Linked DNA regions of Mus musculus: region 1 is linked to region 2. A link is a contact called in public HiChIP or PLAC-seq data. All regions are on one chromosome and are shown on one strand. Each heading gives the region's core, a stretch centred on a gene start, on an enhancer-like site or on the middle of the called end of the contact. The rest is flanking DNA. Distances are from core to core; before and after follow the strand shown. Region 1 overlaps Cap2 (CAP, adenylate cyclase-associated protein, 2 (yeast)). Region 2 has its middle 11 kb from the start of Rbm24.

The links. HiChIP or PLAC-seq counts read pairs in DNA pulled down with a chosen protein or histone mark.
Region 1: an H3K27ac HiChIP or PLAC-seq map of heart atrium shows a contact between it and region 2, with 5 read pairs. The contact joins two enhancer-like sites. A contact is called at or near these places in 1 of 39 promoter capture datasets (hippocampal neurons), 4 of 484 Hi-C or Micro-C datasets (muscle stem cells, nephron progenitors and psoas muscle), 8 of 115 datasets of contacts at active chromatin or transcription factors (embryonic forebrain, embryonic hindbrain, embryonic midbrain and 4 more) and 1 of 9 other capture datasets (adipose tissue).

Annotation. Positions count from the first base shown.
Region 1 is chr13:46,531,882-46,537,225 of GRCm38.p6, forward strand. The region is part of intron 3 of Cap2 (CAP, adenylate cyclase-associated protein, 2 (yeast)); the gene reads left to right. Among named protein-coding and RNA genes, the nearest start is that of Cap2, 33 kb to the left of the region's middle. Within about 2 kb of position 2,345, at least 56 of the 459 cell types and tissues checked have an H3K27ac peak or open chromatin away from gene starts, as enhancers often do. A contact at or near this core is called in heart atrium, where this site is marked.
Region 2 is chr13:46,404,494-46,409,905 of GRCm38.p6, forward strand. No RefSeq gene overlaps it. Among named protein-coding and RNA genes, the nearest start is that of Rbm24, 11 kb to the right of the region's middle. Within about 2 kb of position 2,863, at least 7 of the 459 cell types and tissues checked have an H3K27ac peak or open chromatin away from gene starts, as enhancers often do. A contact at or near this core is called in heart atrium, where this site is marked.

The DNA.
Region 1 (5,344 bases), core at 1,095-3,594, 130 kb after region 2:
TGGCAGGCATGTAAAATGGTGCATCTGTAAGAGAAAATGGCTTGGCAGGTACAGGAACAATGACAGCATTGTAAACATGAGGTCACACACCCCAACATGCACCCAAAAGCAATGAGGACAGACTTTCAGAGTGGTATTCTGAACAGCATGAGTCTCGGCAGCCAAGAGGTAGAAGCAACTGGAGCATCTACAGACAGACAAATGCATCGAGGAAATGTGTTGTCTGACACTGTGCTAAGGAAAATAAAACTGACACGGACAGGGGTGCGTGCATTTTGTGACTTCTCCTATGTGACACATCTAAAGATGCAAAATTCATAGAGACCGAGAATAGCAATCACCAGAGGCAGGAGTGGGAGGCAATGAGAAATCTCGTTGAGTATCTGTGAAGCCTCAGCTCTACGACAACAAAACCCAGAAGTCTCACGACAACACGAGTGTTTACATAAAGATGGTTAAGATGGTAGTGTGGTTTTTGCTGGTATATTACTGTGTGTGTGGATGTTTGTAAGTGTGTGGCTACACATGAAGGTGTGTGTGTGCAAGCATGTAAGAGTCGACCCCAGATGTCTTTCTTTGGGTGAAATCCACCGTGTGTGTAAAGCAGGGTCCCTCACCGGGGCCTGATACTCACTGAGTGGCTAGGATGGATGGCCAGCTAGTGAGCCTCAGAGATCATCCTGTCTCTACCTTCCCCAGCACTGGGATCACAGCTGTGTACCATGGCTGGCTTCTTACACGGGTGCTAAGGATCAAACATGCCCTTGGTGGGGCCAACTCTTTCCTGGCTGAGCAATCTCGACGACCCATTTTCTTCATGTGATTTTACATAATCATGCAGAGTACATTCCTCATGGTGACATTTCTATCCCCCTGCACCACTAGACTGTGTTCTTCTTTGTCCCCCTTCCCTGATGTCCTCCTCCATGACCCCTGTCCTCTCTGGCTGGCTCCCTTCCTCCGACCGTCCCTACTTTCTTCTTTCGTGTCACAAATATTACATTGCCATCTCTTCTCAATCTTAATATCTCTTCTATCCCTCGTGATCCCCATTCTCGATTCAAGACTGACCAACAGACAGAGAGAGAGAGAGAGAGAATGAGAGAGATGCAAATTTTCTTATGTCTTATCTTCTCATAACTTCTTTTCCGTTAAATCTGGGAGAAAGGGAAAAGTATAGAATCTGGGAATTTCTGGATTGAAATAGATCTTGAAGGATGTGTACTCTGGTCTGCTAGCTACCGACAGATTTCTACCCCGGCAGTTAGTCATTATTTACATCCTGGAAAAGACAGTTTCAGCGTAGGTTTACAGAAAATCTGATGCTTGGATAAAGTTGTTTGAGGTTAGAAGATAATTGGAAAGGGTTCCATCTTTGCTCCGTCTCTGTTGATAGCATATTCGACACCCAGCAGTGGTCTCACAAAGGGATCTGGTGACTTTCCATCCCAGTGGATCCAAGACTGCAATTAAATAACTGGTCAACCAATCACATCACAGGGTACTCGTCTGCCAAAGATGTCCTCCACTGTTATTAAATACTTCTCTTGAAACACTCACTGACCCTTTTAGTTCTGGTTGTCTTTTTCTCTCTGAAAGTTCACATACAGCAAACTCGTGTTGAATTTCTCATATTTACCATACACAGTTTACCTGAAAGCTAAATACATAAAGGAGTGGTACCCCAATGTGAAGAAGACATTCTTGCATGATGCTCTCACAGTGATTCCAGATCTGTGACCTTCAGTTGATGTTGACAGTACGTTTCTGGGGTAGGACAGAACTCTGACTACTAACATCTCACAAAACCCTAGATAGAAGCTCTAACCAGAGAACAACAAGGCTTAGAAATAAGTATGGGAGCTTAGAGTTTTTCCAAAAATGTACACCCTAGTGCAGAGCCTTCTGTTTGCATAGTAAAGAGCTCCTTTACATTCCTTTTAGAATAAAGAGAGGTATAGATGTATTTGGATTTAAATGAAATGCTTTTCCCTCCTCACTTGTCAGCTTATAAGCAGTGCGACTCTAATGAAAATATGTTCTCGATAACGAATACGGAATGATTTACACGTGTCGTGTTTGTGTTAAGAGAAGGAAAACTGAAATCTGAAACGGAACAAAAGAGGAGGAGGGATCCAGAGGGAAAAGAAAAAAAAAAGAGGAAGGGAGAAAGCAAGAGAGAGAAAAGAAAGGAGGAGAGGAAAGACAAGAAAATATAGGGAAAGAGAGCAATAAAAGAGAGAGAGGCTCGCCATCTGAAAACGCAGTCCCTGACTCTGTAACACAAAGAAAAGCACAGACACCCAGCATCCATCTGCCTGTCGCTTTAATAAAGTGAACAAGCAGTTTAGGTCTGTGCCCTCCCAGAGCCCTGTGTCATTGGAGTTAAGCCTGCAGCTGCCACCTCTGTTGCAAGCCAAAAAGTGGGGGTTGGGGGGGAGAGGAGGGAGGGAAGGGTGTCGAACTTTGTTCCAAAAACACACCTGTTGCCTAGAAAAAGAAACCCCCACATACCTGATTGTACAGTACAGAAATCTGAGACGGATATACCACACGCATCATTTCACCCCCCTCCCTCCCAGCTTAACAGCTATTTCACAGATATTAAGAATGAGTAGGCACAGGCAGGCCAACGATTTAACTTCTGTGTCCTCTTGCTGGCTGCTGGGCGGGCTGTAATTTACCCGAACACTCAATAGTCTATTGACAGAGTAGACCACAAAAGGGAGGGGGGATTAATGTTGACAATTAGGACGTTCTGCTGAGCCCAAGAACAGAACAGGTTTAGAAAAGATTAGATCTGGCTAAGCCTCCTTGTAGGCAACAGAAACCAGGGGGCTTATTTAAATTACTCTCCAACCCAAGAACAATGACACAGCCTGTGCCTCCTTTAGAAGAATAAACAATGCGTAATTTTACAATAGATCTTTAGGGTAAACATGGCGGTTGCCCTGGAAGGAAAAGGCTCTCTAAAAACGGTTCTCATATATCATCAACAAGGTCTTGGAAGCCATGGCCCATTAACAATGGACTGGTGTGATACTTGTTGTGTGTTGTGTTGTTTTTCTAAATGAAAAGCCAGAAACATAGCTCAGTTGGTAGAGTGCTTGTCTAGCAAGCACCGTATAAACAAACCTAATGTGGTTATACATGCCTACAGTCCCCAGCACTTTGGAGGTGGAGGCCAGAGGTTCTACACAAGAGTGGGGGTGGAGTGGGTGGGAGGTATAGCAGAGGTGAGTGCTTGAGGACAGCATGGGCTACTTGAGACCTTGTGACCTTGTCTCATCAAGCAAACAAACCCCCAGTTTACAGGAACTAGTCTCTGGCCAGTTGCTGAGTGACTTGACAGTCCCAAAGCAGCTGCCAGTAGCAGCTGGAAATCCCGAGTTCTTCCTGAACATTTCTTGGGGTGGGGAATGTTCATTTCCTTATCTTGATTAGAGTGGATTTAAAAGAAAGCACTCCTATTCATTGTTTCATAAGGGAATCACAATTTAAACGAAAAGACACTAAAATTAGAACTAGGCTACATATGCTGTGGATACAAATCTGAGCTACGTCTTTGTCTTCCCTGACCTCATAACAGATAGGCACACTTAGGCAATTAATAGACACCCTCACTTGTTGGTTGGGGGGAGGGGTTGAGACAGAGTGTCATGTGGCCCAGGTTGGCCTCAAATTTACTTTGTGGTTGATCCTGACCTTGAACTTTCCACCCCACCTCTACCTCCCAAGTGCTAGGATTACAGGTACATACCCACAGGCCTCACTTTTGATGTCTCTCCTGACTACAACCACACCCTGAGAGTCCCTAAGACTTAACTGTAGAGTTAAGTCAACTCTACAGTGGTTGCTCCTTTCAAGCCATTCTGAGTAGTGGCGATCCTGGCAGAGTGGCATCCCTCACCTTCACCATCTCCTTCAGCCATGTTGGCCTTCTAGTTGACTTCCGGTTTTCCCAGTTTCCTGCCTGTTGTTGTAATTAACTGAAGCACTTGACTTTAGTAAGGTTACCACACACAGAGTGTTTTAGCAGTCATAAATCAGTTTGACCAAATGGCAAATATCAAAACGTGATCTGGTCAGGAATTCTGACTCGGGGGTTCCCACAGTCTGTGAAGCCAGCCTCTTTGTTCCTACTGTTGCTAATGACAGCTCTAACTTTCAGATAAGAAAACATTTTGATATCATTCCAGTTATATCTTCTTTTATCCCTCTTTCCCTTGTCCGTCTCTTTCCCTTTCTCTCTCCCTCTTCCTTTGCCCTCCATCCATCCATCGCTTTTACTGTTATTTTTGCCTTTCCCTCCTTCTTTCCTGTCTTTCTTTCTCCCTTATTCTGAGTTTCCTTCTCCCTCCCACCTTTCCCTTTTCCTCCTACCCCCTATACATCTCTCTTCCCTCTCTCTCTCTCTCCCCCTCTTCCTCTCCCCCATTACCCTCTCTTTCTCTCTGCCCCTCTTTCTCTTCTCCCTCTCCCTCTCCCTCTCTCTGTCTCTCTCTGTCTCTCTGTGTCTCTCTCTCTCTCTCTCTCTCTCTCTCTCTCTCTCTCTCTCTCTCTCTTTTCCTCCCTTCCATCTATTTTCTATAGAGAAGACTCTCTACCCTAGTGAAAATAAGTAACATGGGGTGTGTTAAAGGACAGCAAAGACTGGGTTTCACAGCTGGGAATCTTAATGCCCTCCCCGCCCCCCGAGTGCCCATCTGTCACCTTAGCTGATACCTGCTTTGACTTTTTGGGCAGCTGTGGCTCCCATGACCTTTCTCCTCACGAGGAACAAGGTGGGAGACTACAGGGAGGGTGCAGGGTGGTGGAGGGGCAGAAGTCCTCCTGCGTTATGGCTTTTATGCATCACCTCAGAGCAGAAATGACTGAGGGAATGAAGACCTCTGGGTTCCCCCACTTTGTCTCTGTCACACAATCCAGTCCAACACAGTCATTATCATGCTGCGGGCTCCTGAGATACAGAATTCAGGCACTCTCACACCTATCCATTATCATTTCTTCCCAAAAATACGGAGAAAGACTTTTTAACTCTTCGCTGAGGACGTACTTGGCCTCCAGTCACAAGCTTTGCCATGCAGCCCATGTTCCGTTGACTTGCTAGCCTTAGGTAGTGTGGTGGCTAATTCTTGTTGTCACATCGGCTGGATGTAGGATCACCATAAAGACACATATTTTGCATCATCTCTGACAGAGTTTAGAGGAAAGTTCACTTGGACAGGGAAGCAGCATCGTCCCAGGGACTGAAGTTCTAGACTGAGTTTTAAAAGGGTTAGCTAAGCACCAGCCTTAATCTCCCCGCACCCCCATCTCCTGACTGCAGACACCGTGTGAGCAG
Region 2 (5,412 bases), core at 1,613-4,112:
ACGGGTGAGATGGTAGTGGGTGAGTAGGTGAAGGAGCACCTTCTTAAAGAGCAAGGGGAAGGGGGATTGGGTGAAGGGCTCATGGAGGGGGGAACTGAGCGGGGGGGGGGACACTATTTGAAATGTAAGTAAATGAAATAGTTAATAAAAGAAAAGTAATAATAAAATAGATAACTTTAGGGGTATTAAATGAACATTCTAAACTCAGAAGATACAATGTCTAAATTTAGAAGGCACTGGGTGGGTCTATTGGAACAGAGCAGAAGACAGGCTTAGTGAGCATAAAGATGGAATGATAGAAATGACCAAGTGACAGCACAGGATAAGAAAAGAAGTAACTGAGAACTGGAGAGGCCAACAGCATGACTAAAAGAGGCAGCCCTAGATGCCACTTGATAAGTACAATGTTTCTTCTCACTGGAAAAGAGAGAATAAACTGTCAAAAATATTTAAAGATATAAGACTCAGAAAAAAAAATACTGATATTCTTTTGTTAATGTAAAAGATTCAAATTCCTGAATCTCAAGCAGACCCACACATGAGGAACATAACTGAATCCACACTGTGTCCTGCAAGGTTAAGCCACTGATAACAAAAGCTACAAAGACTGAGCCTATGGTGGTTTGAATAGGTATGGCCCCCACAGACTCATGGGTTTGAATGCTTGGCTCATAGTGGGTGGCACAATTAGGAGCTGTGGTTTTGTTGCAGTAGCTGTGGCCTTGTTGGAGGAAGTGCGTCACTGTGGGGACAGGCTTTGAGGTCTCGTATGCTCAAGCTGTACCCAGTGTGGCTCAGAGTCTCTTCTGGCTGCTGGCAAATCAAGATACAGAACTCTCAGCTCCATCTCCAGCCCGTGCCTGCCTGCATGCCACCATGTTTCCCGCCACAACAATAATAGACTAAGTCTCTGAAACTGTAAGCCAGCCCCAATTAAATGTTTTCCTTTATATTAGTTGCCATGGTTATGGTGTGTCTTCACAGCAATAGAAACTCTAAGACAGGGCCCTAAAAAACAGTTTCAAAACCGTTGTATGGATCAGCAAAAAAAGTCTAACGAAAATTTAAAGCAATACTAATAAAGCTTTGTGTGGTGTGAGATACATTTAAAAATAGAATATGGGTACAATAAAGTGGTTAAAAAAAAACCAGAGAAGTCCAAGTTTCCTGCAATTAGAAGTAGTTTGGAATGCTTTGAGAATCCAATTTGTTATTGCTAAAACAGCAAGTAGAATAGATACAATTTTAAGGAAATGAAAACTGTTAGAGAGGAGATGATAGCACAAAAGGAAGAAAAAAACCAGGAGTCAGGCATAACAAACAGAAAAGATGCCAGTAGACGTCAATCTATCTGCATCAGTAATCAATTTAGACAAGTTAGACACTCTAAAACGCACATCAACAAATCTCAAGTTGGGTATCAAAAATAAGCAGATTTATAAAATGTTTCAGTAACTCTGAAGATAATTCAGTTTAAAATGAGAGTAGGAAAAAAAAAACCAGCAGCAGCAGCTAACTTAAAGCTTGCTTAGTTAATATTACATAAGATGAGTTTTAAAGCCAAAATACTTTTAAATGAGATATAGATGTCTCAAAGAGATCAAACCTAAAGGAAAGAATCATACATCTTATACCCTTACGAATACAGTTTTAGGGGCTGAAGCAATGACTCAGCGGTTAAGATCACTGGTTGCTCTCTCTGAGGACCCAAGTTCAGTTCCCAGCACCCACATGGCAGCTCAAAACTATGTGTAATTTCAGTTCCAGGGGATCCAACACCCTCACAAAGACATATATGCAGGCAAAACACCAATGCATGTGAAATAAAAGTAAATAAATATTTTTTAAAATTTTGAGTATTCTTAAAGAAACAAACAAATGATTTTAAATACAGTTTTAGCCAGGCATGGTGCCACAAACGTTCAATCATAGCATTTGATTAGTAGAGGCAGGAGGATCTCTGTAAGAGCCAACCTGATCTACACAATGAATTCTGGGTTAGCCAAAGCTAAGTAGTGAGACCCTGTCTCAAAGCAAACACACCCACAACTTCAAAACTCATAAAGAAAACATTACAGACGTAAAAAGAAACAGACACCTAAATTCCCAGTGGAAATTGTAAGAACTTGTTTTCAGTAACTTACAGATAAATAGGCAAAGAACATTTGTAACATTATTAAGTTGTAGAAGTTTGAGAAAACAAGCCTGGGTTAGTACATCTAGAGTGTTATATGGTTAAGTGTAGGGTGAATATGGTTGTCATGCCACATTAACTATTTAGTGAAATAAATTTCTGGGCAAAGCAGGTGGTAAAAACTACAATTTTGAAATGATGAAGGGATTAAAAATCAAAAGAAGTATTCCTGTTGTTGAAGTTGAGAAAGAAAGAAAGAGAGAGAGAGAGAGAGAAAGGAAGGAAGGAAGGAAGGAAGGAAGGAAGGAAGGAAGGAAGGAAGGAAGGAAGGAAGGAAGAAAGGAAGAAAGGAAGAAAGGAAGAAAGAAAGAAAGATCCTGAAAACAGAAAGCTAAGTAGAAAAATTCCAAGTGCTAGTAAATAAATAAGCATACTGGTTTCATAAGACAAATGGAATTTTGAAACGATTTGAAGATGAAAATAAATATAACACATCAAAACTTATTTCCAAGTTCAACTGTTTCTTTAAAAATTAACTATACAATCTCCTATCTATTACATAGTTGGTACATTTACCAAAAACTAACAAAAGCACATGGACACACTTTTGTGCATAAAACTCAATAGCAGATTTGGTGTGGGGTTGTTTGTTTTGTTTTGTTTTGGAGACAGCACCTCTCTCAGTAGCTCAGCTGCTCTGGAATTCACTCTGTAACCCAGGCTGACCTTGAACTAATGCCAATTCTCCTGCCTCAGACTCTCAAGTACAGAAACTGTAGGCTTGAGTCCTACTGTCTGTTTTCATTTTTTAAAATGAGAAGACTAGAAGTAAATCAAAGGATTTGGTGTGGCGATGGAGAAAGAAATTGTTCTATGAACAACACAAGGGAATTGGACTAAAAAAAAATCAAAATGTTACAAACTGCTAATGCAACATCTGTACGGAAAAGAATTAGGTAATAAAAAAAAAAGAGAGACATGGCCTACTATATTAAATCTAGAAATCAAACTAATCTATAGCCATAGCAAACAGATCAGTTTGGGACAGAGGGCAGCATTACAAAGAGATACAGGTTAGCCCTGGAAATCTTGGAAATGTCTGTGATGCTGACCGAGATAATACCTTTGAGTTCATACTCTTGCATGCATGCTCTCAAATTCATGATTAGGACTTCCCAGATTGCACGCTACAGATATGCACAGTTATGATAGATTGGGTTTTAATTTGCTCTCTCCTGATGTGAGCATCAGGACCAAAAGCAACTTGTGGAGGAACAAGCGTATTGTATCTTCAGCATTTTCGGTCCTTCATGAAGGCAAGTCAGGCCAGGAACTCAATGCAAGAACCCAGAGGCCGGAGCTAATGCTGAGATCATGGAGGAGTGCTGCTTACTGGCTTGCTCCTCGTGGTTTGCTCAGCTTGGTCTCTCATCCAACCCAATGCTAGATCAGGGTGTGAACATCAAAGGGAAGACCAGAATTGTGCTTTATTAGAATATGCAGGGCAGAATTCTCTCCATGGGAATGGAGGCTGGGCTGGGATGCAATGGGCTTGAGTGTTTTATAGGGCAAAAAAGGGAACACTTGGCATGAAAAAGTCAATCAGATCTCTTCCTTACAGTCTTGGCAGTAAATGTCAACAGAGGGTCTTATGACATGTTGTCTTTCATCTTAGGGGTTTCCCAGATCCTAACTGTTTACAGATGTTCTTATTACTAGGTTGACATTTTTGTCAGGTAGGTATTCTCAGCCATACGCTGAGTTGGGAGTTTCTCTGCTCACCTGACGCTTTTTGTTTTAGGTCATTAACCCTTCACCCTGAACTACCTTCCCAGGAGTGGTACCCCAACAGTGGGCTGGACTCTCCTATGTTCTCAATCATTAATCAAGAAAATGCCCCCACAGTCTTGCCCACAGTAAGCCAATCTGTTAGAGGCATTATCTCAACTGAGGTTCTCTCTTCCCAGATGGCTCTATATTCTGTCAAGGTCCCCCAAAACTCACCAGCACAGACTATAAATTTCTATCATATCAAAATATAGCTGCAAATTTTCTTAATAAACCTTTTGAAGTTGAGCTTTTCCAATGGAAGATTAATCAATGTCATTTTAGCCGTTTCTTCCTAAACCTCTCCAACACTAGACAGAATATTGTAGAGCTATGTGTAAGCACATTTGTGAGAAGACATTTCAACTTCTAAGCTTCAGAGGCCAAGGGTATAGTTTTGTTGTTGGTAGTGATGTTGTGAGTCAAGGTCTTATGTAGCCCAGGCTGGCCTCAAACTTGCTATACATCAATGTTGACCTTGAATGTCTCCACTCTCAACCTACTGGGTGCTGAGATTATAGGAATGAATCACCATAGCCAGTTTAGGGGGTGCTGGGATTGATCCCACAGCTTTGAGCACATTAGAAAAGTATTCTACCAACTGAGTAATGTCTATAAACCTATTTGGTTTTGTTATTAAAACAACAGCAACAACCAAAACCAATAGATGATGGGTTCCTATCAAGACCAGGAAAGGGAGCCCAGAAAGGCAGATAATATGATGCAGGTATATGCAGATTCCCCTACAGAGAATTGTAAGTTACACGGTGTATCTATACAGCGTCATACATTCTAAAGCTTAACAGAGGCTCACTGTCTTAGGGGGAAAAAAAAAACTCACAAGAGGTAAAACAAGTGTTGAGGGTCATTGAAATTTCAGTCTCACCTACACCCTAATACCTCATTAACTTGCCAGGAACTGACAGAGATACCCCAAAATTACATGTCGGTATTAAGAGCTACATCCCAGTCTAAAGTCTGTCCTGGATTTATCCCAAAAGGAGTAAAAATCATGTCCAGATAAAAATCTTCAGGGGAGCTGGGCGGTGATGGCGCACGCCTTTAATCCCACAGCACTTGGGAGGCAGAGGCAGGCGGATTTCTGAGTTCGAGACCAGCCTGGTCTACAAAGTGAGTTCCAGGACAGCCAGGGAGGGCTACACAGAGAAACCCTGTCTCGAAAACAAACAAACAAACAAACAAACAAAAATCTTCAGGGGACAAAGTATTTGTAAATTGATTCCTGACAAGTTTCTAGAACTTGGGGGTACTTAGGAAGTCCAACCTTAACGAAAATCTAAAGCAACCCCCCACCCCACCCCCGTATATCTAAGGGAGCAGTCTAATAACTGTTTAACTCAAAATTTAATACTCACGAAGCACAGCAGCAATTAAAAAAAAATGCAATACCAATTGCCAAAGGCCTTCTTCAATAATTAAAAAAACTCTTA